Regions from separate parts of the Mus musculus genome. Here region 2 is linked to region 1. A link is a contact called in public Hi-C data. All regions are on one chromosome and are shown on one strand. Each heading gives the region's core, a stretch centred on a gene start, on an enhancer-like site or on the middle of the called end of the contact. The rest is flanking DNA. Distances are from core to core; before and after follow the strand shown. Region 1 overlaps Gabra4 (gamma-aminobutyric acid (GABA) A receptor, subunit alpha 4). Region 2 holds the start of Gabrb1 (gamma-aminobutyric acid (GABA) A receptor, subunit beta 1).

Region 1 (3,063 bases), core at 265-2,764:
GATAACTATCAGTCAGATCTGCCTCATCTTTACTTCAAAAGATTATCATCACCCACCTATTTTTTTAACCACTTGGCCAGCAAATAATGACGTTACCATATAGTTTCAAGCTGTAAACTCAGACTTTTTCCAGGAAAACAAAATCCCACAAGCTCAGTCTTCGTGGACACATGAAGCACCGCAATCTGCTACACAGCTGGCTTTATACACTGACTGCCTACAGCCCTTCCCCATGTCTTCACTGAAGAGCTGCTGGAGGAAAGTACCTCTCAGGTTACTCTGGGGTTGCCAGATCCTTATTTTCTATTTCAGAAAAAAAAAATAATAAGGTTCAGAGAGGCCTCCGTCGGCCACCCTCCAAGTACAATGCCTTATCAGAGACTCTCCAAATCAGCCCTCAGAGGATCCCACACCAAGACCTTACTTCATACAGAGAGTGTCTATGTGTTCTAGGAATAACTTAACCCAAATAATTCAGTGTCTCTTTCTGTCCTCCTAGCCATCTCCCTTCTGTGGTGGAAAGTACAGATAACCCACACACTCCAAAATAAAGCTCAAAGCTATATCCAATGGGAGAACAAGGATAACACTTGCTTCCAATAGGAGAGTTTAAAACAAAAATTCAGGTTGCTTGTTGTTAATAGAGTCATCTAATTTTCCTTCAGCTATTCCATATCCTTCTGTGGGTTCCAAAAATCAAAATGACACAAAATAAAATGACAATGTTGGAATAGGCTAATTGGAATCTTCTGTGATAGTTTTGACCCAAGTCTTCTGTTATTGTTAATATTTTAAAGAGACTACAGTTGATTCCATCATCTTTTTCATTCATTGATTTGGTCAATGAATATTGAAGTGTTAGGTTCTATGCTAAATACTAGTCTTAATGGTAATAGTCTTTTTAAAATACATCCAATAGAGCAACCTCATTTATTCACATGGACTCACAGTTTTTTTTTTAAAAAACTAATGACAATAACATACCCATTTGTATTAAAATTTGGCTTTCTATTCTTTGTATACACAAAGTTCCCATAATTCTTTGACAGTTTGTAAGTGTTAATTCTCAAGCAAAGCACCAAGCATCTGAACACACAGACAGTGCAAAAGTGGCCAAATGTGAGAAGTGGACATTCAAGATTACTGAAAAGGACAATGAAAGGCACCTCTGAAGAAGGCTATCAGGTACCAACCAAGCAAAAAACCTGGGTGGGGCAAATGCCTTGTGGAATCAGCTACAAGAAAATATTAAGTAAGTAACTCATAAACTAGTTAAGTGAAAAGTTCTGCCTTCTTAAAACTATTGGAAAATTAACCAAAACACGTAATAACTTTTTTTTTTTTTACAAAAGACTTCTCCTTACATAATATGCTCTAATTCATTTAAGTGAAATGAAATAAGTCATACCCAAACTGAGGCATCTTGAAACTGCTAAATCATCTGAGGCTGAGCAGAAAGCTGGAAATTTAGAGATGTATATTATGTTGTGGGAAAATTAGCTCCTCAAAATAGCAAGGAGAAAATTGGCAGCTTAGTCAAATAAACCAGAAGGAATGAATAATTTTACTCAGTAGCTTACAGGCTAGAACTTGCTGCAAAATAGATCTAAACACTGAGAGAAGTTTGTTTCAAGCATTGTGTACTTTAAATCTGCTTCTTTTTCTACCTTATAAAGAAACTGTTGGTCCACCCATATTGTTGACACAGACGGGGAAAGGTCAAATAAGCATTAATTTAAGCTAATATAGATTTTTCCAATGAGAATGTGTGGCTCTTCCTTGGGCTGCCATTCATAGAATCTGTTCAACATAAGCAACGAAATCAATAAGGAGGTATTTCTTGAGCACCTGATAAATTCTCAGAAGCTGTTCAAAAATCATTCAAAAAGTAGTGTGGTAAATTGAGAAATAAAAGCCCTAACAACATGCTAATAGTTTATAAATTATGTGGCAATTCTAAAATGATTCTTCCTCTACTCTGTGAATATCATAAGCCAACTAATGATATTTACAGTAATGAGCTGTTTCATGTCTGGGCTGTCTTTTCATCTGCTGGATATCAGTACCATGCAAGATTAACCATTTAATTCTGCTGACAGCCGCCATACCCTAAGGTTCTGTGTATTTCTCCAAGTGCCCTTAGCTCCTATAGAATAACTGTTTCTCTCTGCCATTTTTACATACCTATATTCTTTCACCCAATATAGCACAGATTCTGTAAGGGCAAATGGCGATTCTGTCAGTATATTCTCATAACATTCCCTTGATCGTTTGTTAGAAATAAATAATCCTTCTTGCATGCATGAATACATATAAAATAGAGTATTTCAAGTAAAAGATCAGAAGAGTATTTGCTCCAGTTTGTTTTTTAATGTTTAAAATTTCAAAAGTCACAACAAATTGTGGGTTACTTAATCTATGATTTATTAGATTCACTGTCAAATTAATTGATGAGTTATGGCTTTAACAATCTTCCCATATTTCATGCAAAGCTAGAGTGTGGGAAGGTGCATTACATTAGTGCGACCTTTCTGAACTATGATAAACAATATTTTATTTATAAATGGGATAGAATTTTAAAGAAAGATCGACATTTTAATGATGTGAACATTGAGATAACTTTCAGAGAAACCAGAAATGAGGTGGGAGACTGTATTGCAGCAGAGGCAGGATGGAGGCCATCAGGGGGTTATAAGCAAAGGACAGCAGTCTGTACCAGAACATATATTTGGACACAGTGTATCTGGCTTTAAATCTTGGCTCTGTTACAAAGCAGCTGTGTGACTTTGGGCGAATCACTTAGACCTGTTGGCATTTCAATTTCCTCATCTATAAAAAGGACTGCTGTGAAGACTGTATATATCTTAAAATACTCTATGGCACACAGAAAGTACAATATAAGTGATGTTCTATTGCTGGTTGAACAGTATGAATACTTGGTGTCTGGGTGAATAAAATATAACCTGAATATTTAATTGTAGCTGACTCAATAACCCAAGAAAACTATCCTCCATTTAACCAGCTCTGAACATGTCATATGTAATGGAATACTTCCATGCCAAA
Region 2 (3,123 bases), core at 144-2,643, 91 kb after region 1:
CTTAAATGTTCAGTGTCTCCTGAATCTAAATGATCTCCTCGACTTTCCTCCACATCCCATCATCCACCATCACTTTCTCCGCCCCCCCCCACAATGGATCTCTTTTGCATACAGTTATAGAAGTACTTTTTCCAGTCTGTAAGATTTAGTACATACTGTTCTCCCTCAAGAAGAATTCCCCTTCCTTGCCAGACAAAAGCTTTGTCTTCTGTTCTTTGTTTGCTTGTTTGTTTGTTTTTTCTTCTCCTCTAAGGTAATTTTTAGTGCTTCTTGGTTTGGTAATAATTCTTCAGTTTACACAGACAATATCAGGAAGAAGTGATTTCTTTTTGCTTATCTTTGTAAGGGGTTTGTGAAAAGTTTACTCTAAGTTTCAGAATACCTAGTATCAAATGAAGACTTGATATATGCTATTTAACAAAGGGCATGAATCCATCCCAGAATCTCCAACCACCTAACATGTTTTTTAGTGATATGTACTGAATTGCATTTCCTAACTTCCCTTTATTTGAAAGAAGATTGGCTTTTCCCGGGCTGCATAAGGCATATTAGACTGAGGATGTTCAGTGTTCAATTTAGGGATTAAGAACAGGAGCTAGCACACTGACAGTTATAAGCAAAAAGCTTGGGCGACTAAAACCTACAAGATTTACCAGCAAAGGTCCTGGAAAAAAAGATTGATTGCCAGGGTTGCTTCATTCTTCTTCTCTTCACTTCCCATTCCAAGTGGACTGATGGAGATGGGAGCTAAAGGAAAAGCATACATTTAAAAGTTAGTCAGTTCTCTCCTCCCCCCCCCCCCCCTCCAATTCCACAAGCAAGCAGCTGTCTTCATAACCTCCGAAGAGAGGACAAGACTCCCAAACCCTCCCTGTGTTTCCTCCTCCCCACCCCCAAACTCCTTTTCCGGGCCGGCCGGCCGGGCAGTCTCTGCCCACTCCCCTCCCCAGCACCCTCCCCATCTTTTCTACAGACAACCAGAGAACCATCTCCAGACTTCTTGTTCTAGGACCTCTATAACTGTCAACAAAAGATGCCAGACAGCCTTAGCCAGATCATTGAAAGCCCTGTTTTAAAAAAGAAAAAAAAAAGAAGGAAAAGAAAAGAAAGAAGGAAAAGAAAAGGAAAAAGAAAAAAATTCAAGCTTAGGACAGGAGGGAAAGGAACACAGCAAACCACAGCTCAGGAAAACTGGGCACACACACACACACACAGGCACGTTGGCTCCTTTGCATAGAGACAGCAGGTTGTATTCGACTACCCAGAGAACGCGGAGCACCTCAGACAGGAACTTTAAAGGGATTGAAATCTGTTGCCTGTTCCACTAGGAATATTGTTTGCAAGGCACAAGGTGTCTTTTGGTAGTGAGTACCCTCTGCGCATGCGCAGGTCCATTCGGGAATTACTGCCCAGCCGCCGACTAAGTTGCATTCCTTGAATCTTCGCAGAAAAGACAATTCTTTCATCAGAGTTAGGAATGTGGACAGTACAAAATCGAGAGAGTTTGGGGCTTCTCTCTTTTCCCGTGATGGTTGCTATGGTTTGTTGTGCACACAGGTGAGCTGCCTGCTTCAATCTCTCTCTCTTTTTTTTTCCTTGGTGATTTTCTTCTTCTTCTTTTATTTTTTATTTTCCCGTGCCTGCTGGATCATGTATCTTGTTATTTGGGGGTAGGTGTGCCTGGATCTTTTTTTATGTCTGTTTTCAGTTTGTGATCTTTCTGAATACGGTCCCTACTTCTTCCCTTCAGCTCCAATGAACCCAGCAACATGTCATACGTGAAAGAGACAGTGGACCGACTGCTCAAAGGATATGACATTCGCTTGCGGCCGGACTTTGGAGGTAATGCTTCTTCATTTTTTTTTTCAACCTGTTACCCATCCCTAGTTCACCTTTTCTGTCAGATATAATGCCTCCTTCCCCATTTTACCGTTCCTGTAAACGTGCAATACTACGCCCTGCGCGCACACACACACACACACACACACACACACACACACACACACACACACACCACGCACTATCCCCAATCTCAGGTGGACGTATCCTCAGGCTGAGCTGTCCCTCTCTTCAAGCCGACACACCCTCTGCACTGTCACTGCATCACGCGTGTGCCCACACCTGTTTTCTCCCGCTGTCCCCTACAACAGGAAAGGGGTAGGGAGGGAGCCTGCTTAGTCTGTAATAAGATCTGGGAAGCCCCCAATGTCCCCTCAGCTCCCTGCCACTCAAAGACTGTCTTTGCTGTGGTCCACCTCCCTGGCAGGGCCCCCGGTGGACGTCGGGATGCGGATCGATGTCGCCAGCATAGACATGGTCTCGGAAGTGAATATGGTGAGTGGCCTCCCCAAGGGCTCGGCGGCCGGCCGAGCTTACGCAGATGAGAAATGAACCAGTTCCCCGTCCTCTGCTTTTCATTGGTGGTCACCTCGGCCCTGGTCCCCAGGGTCCCCACTCCGCGCGTACGCCCCACTCCAGTACACACACTGTCGGTCGCCCCACAGTTTGTATTTTCGACACACACACAGGCTACCGCAGTGCTCCGAAGGAGACGTACTCCGCACTATTTTGGGAAGGAAGGGGGACTGTTGCGCCGGTGGATTGGCTGGGGCGGAGTCTGAGCCTTACTTTAGCCGGGTCTCCCCGACTGTCGGGCTGTGCAGGGCACCATCTGCCGGCGGCCAAGTGGTGTACAGTGGGTTCCCCCGGACCAGGGGTTCGCAGCCAGCTGTGGCCAGACAAGAGCCCCAAAATCTCCACAGCTGAGCAGCCTGAAAGCCCCAACCCACCCATCTCAGCCACCAGGCTGGCTGGGCTCGCGAGTGTCCCCTCCCTACCACAGAATCCAGCGCAGTGTGTGGCAAGAGCAACAGGCTGAGATGAACAGTTCAGGATTGCTAACAGCAGAAGTGCCCAAGCTTGCTTCTAGGCATTCTGGACCCATGCAAGGGTTCATGTGTTTGTCTTCCTGCAGCTTGAAAGTTTTAAGTTGGAGGAGAATCGGCGAGTCATATGACTTGGCTTTCGTCTAGAAATCTGGGCAGAAAAAATAGAGATCTGATGATTAATAGGACTGAGGTGGGGGAGGGCTGGTTTATTTTAGTCATTAATTTTAAGGGATCT

What was found. Hi-C and Micro-C count contacts between places; a contact is called where the count stands out from the background.
Region 2: a contact with region 1 is called in a Hi-C map of cortical neurons, with 2.6 times the contacts expected there. The contact joins the promoter of Gabrb1 here to the enhancer-like site in region 1. A contact is called at or near these places in 3 of 484 Hi-C or Micro-C datasets (cerebral cortex, cortical neurons and forebrain) and 1 of 9 other capture datasets (pancreatic islet).

What each region holds. Positions count from the first base shown.
Region 1 is chr5:71,607,442-71,610,504 of GRCm38.p6, forward strand. The region is part of intron 8 of Gabra4 (gamma-aminobutyric acid (GABA) A receptor, subunit alpha 4); the gene reads right to left. Among named protein-coding and RNA genes, the nearest start is that of Gabra4, 49 kb to the right of the region's middle. Within about 2 kb of position 1,515, at least 6 of the 459 cell types and tissues checked have an H3K27ac peak or open chromatin away from gene starts, as enhancers often do. A contact at or near this core is called in cortical neurons, where this site is marked.
Region 2 is chr5:71,698,539-71,701,661 of GRCm38.p6, forward strand. Gabrb1 (gamma-aminobutyric acid (GABA) A receptor, subunit beta 1) reads left to right here and starts at 1,394. Exons shown (of 9, transcript NM_008069.5): 1 at 1,394-1,557; 2 at 1,751-1,842; 3 at 2,267-2,334. The coding sequence starts at 1,478. It overlaps Gm38562 (a long non-coding RNA gene), which reads right to left. Exons shown (of 4, transcript XR_868471.1): 2 at 2,838-3,036; 3 at 654-747.